Regions from separate parts of the Oncorhynchus mykiss genome. Here region 1 is linked to region 2. The links are chromatin contacts, called in public Hi-C maps. All regions are on one chromosome and are shown on one strand. Each heading gives the region's core, a stretch centred on a gene start, on an enhancer-like site or on the middle of the called end of the contact. The rest is flanking DNA. Distances are from core to core; before and after follow the strand shown.

Region 1 (3,248 bases), core at 283-2,782, 180 kb after region 2:
CCCGATGGCCAGAATTTTTTGCACAGGGTCAAAGGCCATGGAGGAGGGCTGGTAGGGAAAGCCATGGCGCACAGTCTGGAGGAGAGAAGAAGAACACAATCTGCATTAGCTAGCTGCTAGATTACATCCAGATGCACTATTTTACAGACAGTTAAGTACAGTTATGTCATCTCATGTTTTATATAACCAGGAAACTGTCCAACATTGAGAGGCATTAATCTTCACCTAAATACCAACGATTTATGCTCAGTTTAAATCAATCTAGCTGAGTGTGTCGCTTTTTCTCAGAACCAAAAAAGCAAAAGATTTCTAGTAAGGTAGCTATCTTGACAACAAGCTATGTTCTTTCACTGTCAGATCACTGGACAGCTGCTGTAGTTTGTTAGCTAGCTAGCCAATGTCTGGATGACCTAGCTATCTATTTATAATCCAGAGAAACGGGATTATTCAGATTTAATTTATGGCTGGCTGTTGTGGACACTAATAGTCACTAGCCTGGCGTCATTTAGCTAACTAGTTAGGCAGCTATGAAGCTATGGCAATATCAGAAACGGGGACCGTGGGAGGCAGTCAGTTGATTAGCAATACATTCCTCTGCAGGTTTGACAACTAGCAACACTAGTAGCTAACTAGATGGCTACCCCCCTAGCTACAAGATCCACACCAATGCAATATCAGCATAGGCACAAATAACAAAAATACAAACTACTATTGCCACACAGAAAACTGACTAGCCGACGTCGACGTTTTAGAAATCACGAGCTGTTATCTTCAATGATTCCCAGCAAAACAATCGTCGCCGGCTTAGTTGATCGTAGCCCACCTTGCAGAGCTGAAAATGCTCCGATTGTAGCGTCTCTTGGATCACATCGTTTTGATTAGTTCCTGGTTGTGGAGATGCAGTGCCAGAGGAAGAAGCAGTCAAGCCGTCCAGCACTTTTCTGATATTGAACTTCTTCATTTTCCACCAATACAGACGAGGACAAAACACAAAAAATTGATCAACGAAGCCACCATAAATGTTATATAGCGGTAACAGTTACCTAGATAACGTAAACTGCTCTTAAGACGCACACTTGGCTAATATCGCATGTTACGGACGGTGTAGTCACCGCACTTTCCATAGCATCATTCACAAGAACACAGTTTATGAACATTAATGCATTGTCGAAAATATTTGTTTTATCCATCGATACAATATCCAGTCGGAGTCGATCGTAGGCTCTCCTGACGACAGCCACTATCAGCTAGCCAGCCCAGCTAACACGGAAACGCAGTGAACCGCAGTGACGAGTCTGCGCGGTAGAGGCAGCAACACGGATGTAAGCTAAACATTGGAGCCAATAAAGTACAAATCTAAATAAATCTGTATTTTTGGAAACCTATGTTGGAAAACAAATTATGAATCACTGAATAAGATAGTAACATTCGTCAATTGTGTTATCCATCGAGCTTACTAGACAAAGTCACAAACCAAGCGCTCATTCACAGACAGTACAGTATAAAGATAGGCTAAAACTGAAATCCACGATCACACTTATAGGCGCTGTCATGGCGACGTTGGATAAGTAGGCTCATGCGTACAAACACGTCATCGGGTCTAACGGTCGTCTCGCGCCGATCTGCGCATGTGTTGGCCGTCAAATCAAAGGCACACCTTCGATATAAAGTTGTTTTTGACGAAAATTGGTTGGTCACCTTTAGGAGTTTGGAGTAATAACATGTTCAACTACTTGACATTGTTTCGAATCTAGATTGAGCCTTTAGGTTTCGAGAAAACAACTACAGAAGAATGTTTCATTTCTCTCAAACCCCAAACAACGGCCATGTCTGTTTGGTCTGTTTCGCGTTCCCGGAAGTCTTGCAATGTTGCAACTCTGGGTTTAGAAACTCTGTGGCTCATCATTAAAAATATCACAAAATCGCATATGTATACCATTGGCGTACCACGGACCAGTTATACCATAAGTAAAATGACAAATTCAGACAGGTTTTCTCGTCATGGTCCTTAGTTTATGAGCATAATTTTCTCCACACAGATATTATATATGGAAAAGTCGGGCCATTGTAAATTCAGAGGGTCTTTTAGTTAATTTTAAGGAATTCTTATCACTTTACAAGGTCCCTGTAACACCTAAAGATTTTGCAATTGTTTTAGATGCCATTCCCTCAGGTGTTTCTTCATTATTCAGGAACGTGTCAAGACCTGACCCTCAGAACATACCGACGATTACCCCTGTTGACTCATCAGTAGGAAAGATTTGTTTTTCTTTTAGTCCATTCAACAACAGTAGGGCTCTACAAGCCTTGTTTCAACAGGATGTCATGCCTTATTGAAATGGTTTTATTGATAATATGTGTTGGGAAAAAGTTTGGATGTACCTACATTCCCACTTATTAACAAAATGAAGGAGGTTTCTTTTAAAATTATTCATAAATATTATCCTACCAACCACTATACGAAGAAGTAAAAGAAAAACATACATTCAAATTGTACCTTTTGTAATGAACACCCAGAAACAGTGTTGCATCTTTTTTTTAGCTTTGTATTCATGGAAGGAATCTGTGACAAGACATCAGTAGATATATAATTGAACACATTTATGAAGATTTTACATTATTATGGAGAGATGTGCTGCTTGGATTCTTTACCTACAATAGAAATAAGTGGAAACAATTTTATGATGTTCATTTCATCATTCTTTTGGCCAAATTTCATATTCACAAATGTAAATTTACAAACAAAACACCACATTTAATTACCTTACAAAAAGAAATTGAACTACATTTTAAGACAATTAAATACTCTACTAACAAAAAAGCTGTTAGAATGATAAATGTCTGTATGTCCCTTAAGGTCCTTGTGTAATGTGATATTGTACCCCCTAGCCCCGCCCCTAGTCCAGCCCCGCCCCTAGCCCAATTGTCCTTGGTATATTCTTTATATATCCTTGTTTCCCCAGGTACTTTTTGTATTGATTTGTTGTTAATAAAAAACAATTGAAAGGGGAAGGGAAAAAAAGGATAAAAGTGACAAATTCCTACCACCTTGCTTGTGTCTGCATCTCATGACCAGAGGACCGTTTTACTGATGTTCAGAGACATGCAGTGGAAGAAAAAATATATGTTGTTGTTTCATTGTTATCGGCGTTGTTTTTTTTATAAGTATGAAACACTATTTAACATTAAAACAGACAATTACTCATGAGAGAATTCATTATATATTTATTTCATTGGTCAAATATTGC
Region 2 (3,562 bases), core at 636-3,135:
CGAAATGATCGAATAAATGTTAAAACAAGCCAATAGGACCTCACTAGCCCGTGCTTGGCTCTGCCTATATCCTTGGTTATTCTGTCGACTATGATTAATTTGCTCCCATTGGAAACGACAGGTTCTGGTCTGTCTTGGGTCAGTTTAAAAAAACTTTGGTTAAATCCTCCGCATGTGCGCGTTTACTCCTTTAAAAAGTCCTTCCCTTGAAAAACGAGAAGCGGCAAACTGTTTGTCCATCTTGAGACGCCGTAACTAGTAAATATTCTCTCAAAATAGTCAGAATTAATCAAAGAAAACAAACAAAAAAAATCTGTCATTCATTGACGTTTTTGTCCAAGTTATCTTTAGTCGTACAATTTTACATCTAAGACGTTTGGTGCAGTATTTCTCAATCGAAAAAAACATGGAATGAAAACGATTCGCCTCTCGTTGAATGACAAACACAAACGCCGAAAAATTGTGGTGTGCACGAACAGCAGAAAGAAAACCTTGCCGAATGGTGCGTTCAAAACAACTGGGAACTCAATCTCCGACTTCCTTGTGTTAAATAGAACTGGGAACTCGGAAAAAAACTAGCTCCGACTTGGATTTTTTTTTTTTCCTAGTTCCCAGTTGGACTTCGGGCTAGAAGGTCGAGGGTTCGAGACCTGCTCCCTGCCTGTTTCATTACATTAGTGTCAGAAGTGATCGGACCATGTGTAACGGATGTGAAACGCTAGTTTAGTTAGCGGTGGTGCGCGCTAAATAGTGTTTCAATCGGTGACGTCACTTGCTCTGAGACCTTGAAGTAGTAGTTCCCCTTGCTCTGCAAGGGCCGCGGCTTTTGTGGAGCGATTGGTAACGATGCTTCGTGGGTGACTGTTGTTGATGTGTGCAGAGGGTCCTTGGTTCGCGAGGGGACGGTCTAAAGTCATACTGTTACACTTGCATCCACGACAATGCGTGTGCTTGATAGGTGTGCGCGTTCCTGTAAAACGTAGTCCCAAATTAGCGCGAGGACGCGCTCTTTGAAAAGAGGGAGAAGTGCAACGACCCTGGGTTTATAAACGCGGATATCAACTGCCGTACGAGCATGCGTGTTTTCAATACAATACACACAAACTGTCCCCAAATGTCATGTTTCTAGTAGTTACTACTGTCAAAGTCAAAATGAGCAAAATTGTAATAATTCACGAATGTAATTGAAGGTTGAAGGTTCGGCATAAGGTTAATAATTGAAGGTTCGGCATAAGGTTAGCAGTGTGGTTAAGGTTAGGTTTAAAATCAGATTCTAAAATGATAAAACGGTAGAAATGGGCGGTGTTTGTGATTTTGTGGCTGTAGAACTAGTGACGACCAGCATGCGGAGCTGGGTAGACCAACAAGTGTACGCACACTAATAGCAGTGTTCTTGGATATTGGACCGTTGGCTTTTATACTTGTCGAGTTCTCAGCGCAGCTCAAGCAATTTCTCCAACTGTCAACACCTTCAAATGAACATTGGACGTGTACCCGAGACGCGTTGGTTGGGAATTGTGGGGAGGTGCGTGTTCGGGCAGTAGTAGGCAGTAGGCTCCCTGGGGCGGCAGGGTAGCCTAGTGGTTAGAGCGTTGGACTAGTAACCGGAAGGTTGCAAATTCATATCCCCGAGCTGACAAAGTACAAATCTGTCGTTCTGCCCCTGAACAGGCAGTTAACCCACTGTTCCTAGGCCGACATTGAAAATAATAATTTGTTCTTAACTGAACTAAATAAAGGAAACATAAAAATAAAGTAGTGCCCTGCGGATTGTGGTCTCAGAGCCGTTCCTCGGAAATGTTCGACCTGCTAACTGGTTGTGCATAACTACAACCAGTTAGCAAGTCAGAATTGTCAGTCTCCTAGTTCCGACTGGTATTTCAACGCAGCATGTGGCAATGGGACGCCGGGCTATCGCGTCTGTGGACTATGTATGAGTGTGCTTAAAATCTCAGGCATGCGCAGCAGTGAGCCACTGATCGTAATACGCTCTGGTTGGTACAATTTTCCTATTTCCCACCGTTGTTGTCTAGCAAACAACTGTTTTTGTCACGTAATTGTTTGAAATTTAGTTCAGGTTCTTGTTTAATTGTAGGCGAATCTTTATTATAGGCGACATGACGTCTGCTCTCTAAGGTCAACTTGAAGAATGTTGGACAACCTTTTACAAGAGACATGCAGTCGCTTAGCAGCCTTTTTCTATGTCATAACTGTGTTTGTAGTTCTCGTACAGTACACTATGAACACTATGGTTATTAACAGATTAACATATGAATAAAAAATACTTCACCGCTTCATAGCGCATCAGTAGTTGGCTGGATGCAAACTCATAAAGGCACACGGGATTTATTTGAATCCTTTCAGGACTTTAACCCCCGCAGAGTAGGGTGAAGTTGCCTCTAGACTCTGATCTTGGGTCAGTTTTGCATGTCCCCCACTGATGTTTAAGGTTGGGGGAGGGGAACTGATCCTCTATCTGCGCATCCCACAGATACAAACTAGCCCGATAGAGAATTCTATTACATAATGATTTGGCTGTTCATTATGCAGAGTAGTAAGTTAGTTTGATACTTTGTGACCTTGCACAGCCTGCAGGTAGGCCAACACATTCGTTGGAGAAGTTCTGTTAGGTAATCATAATAGATTATGGGCAAATAGCAGTGTTTTATGTAAATGCCCTTAAGAAAAAATATTGCAGTCAGAATGCGGTATAACTGCAGTATCCTGCAATTACTGCATCCCAAATACCACAGGCGACTGGTTACTGAAGCTTCAAAGGGGTGATTATAATATTTTTCAACTTGCTCTATTTCACTTCAAAATCCCAAGCAGTGTTGGATACATTTAATCCAGATAAATCAAAATGTTGATTAAAAAAGGTTGAATGTTTAACACTTGAGTCAAGTGGAGTGGTGAGTGTATGTACAAATAACCCATTGTCATTTAATTTACATTAACCAACCAACGTATCCTTAAACTTTAGCCCCATGTTATATATATATAAATATATATAAATGTAACCTTTTAACTAGGCAAGTCAATAAAGAACTCATTCTTATTTACAATGATGGCCTACCAAGAGGCAAAAGGTCTGATGCAGCGACGTGGCTGGGATCAAAAAGAAACATGTAGGACTGGAACACTGCAATGCTGTTTCAGTTGTTCTTCCACCCCTTTCTCCCCTACACCCTCCCCTTTCTCCCCCCACACCCTCCCCTTTCTCACCTCACACCCTCCCCTTTCTCCCCCCACACCCTCCCCTTTCTCACCTCACACCCTCCCCTTTCTCCCCCCACACCCTCCCCTTTCTCACCTCACACCCTCCCCTTTCTCACCTCACACCCTCCCCTTTCTCCCCCCACACCCTCCCCTTTCTCACCTCACACCCTCCCCTTTCTCCCCCCACACACTCCCCTTTCTCCCCACACACTCCCCTTTCTCCCCCCACACACTCCCCTTTCTCCCCCCACACACTCCCCTTTCTCCCCCCACACACACCCCTTTCTCCCCACACACCCTCCCCTTTCTCCCCACACACCCTCCCCTTTCTCCCCACACACCC

The links. Hi-C and Micro-C count contacts between places; a contact is called where the count stands out from the background.
Region 1: a contact with region 2 is called in a Hi-C map of liver, with 2.4 times the contacts expected there. The contact joins the promoter of stxbp5b here to the promoter of ddo in region 2. A contact is called at or near these places in 2 of 3 Hi-C or Micro-C datasets (blood and liver).

Annotation. Positions count from the first base shown.
Region 1 is chr25:36,890,334-36,893,581 of USDA_OmykA_1.1, forward strand. It overlaps stxbp5b (syntaxin-binding protein 5), which reads right to left and starts at 1,533. Exons shown (of 26, transcript XM_021585330.2): 1 at 824-1,533; 2 at 1-75. The coding sequence starts at 961.
Region 2 is chr25:36,710,398-36,713,959 of USDA_OmykA_1.1, forward strand. It overlaps ddo (D-aspartate oxidase), which reads left to right and starts at 1,886. Exons shown (of 7, transcript XM_036962634.1): 1 at 1,886-1,994. The region is part of intron 16 of LOC110505847 (ensconsin); the gene reads left to right. LOC118944239 (a long non-coding RNA gene) reads right to left here and starts at 609. Exons shown (of 3, transcript XR_005039533.1): 1 at 1-609.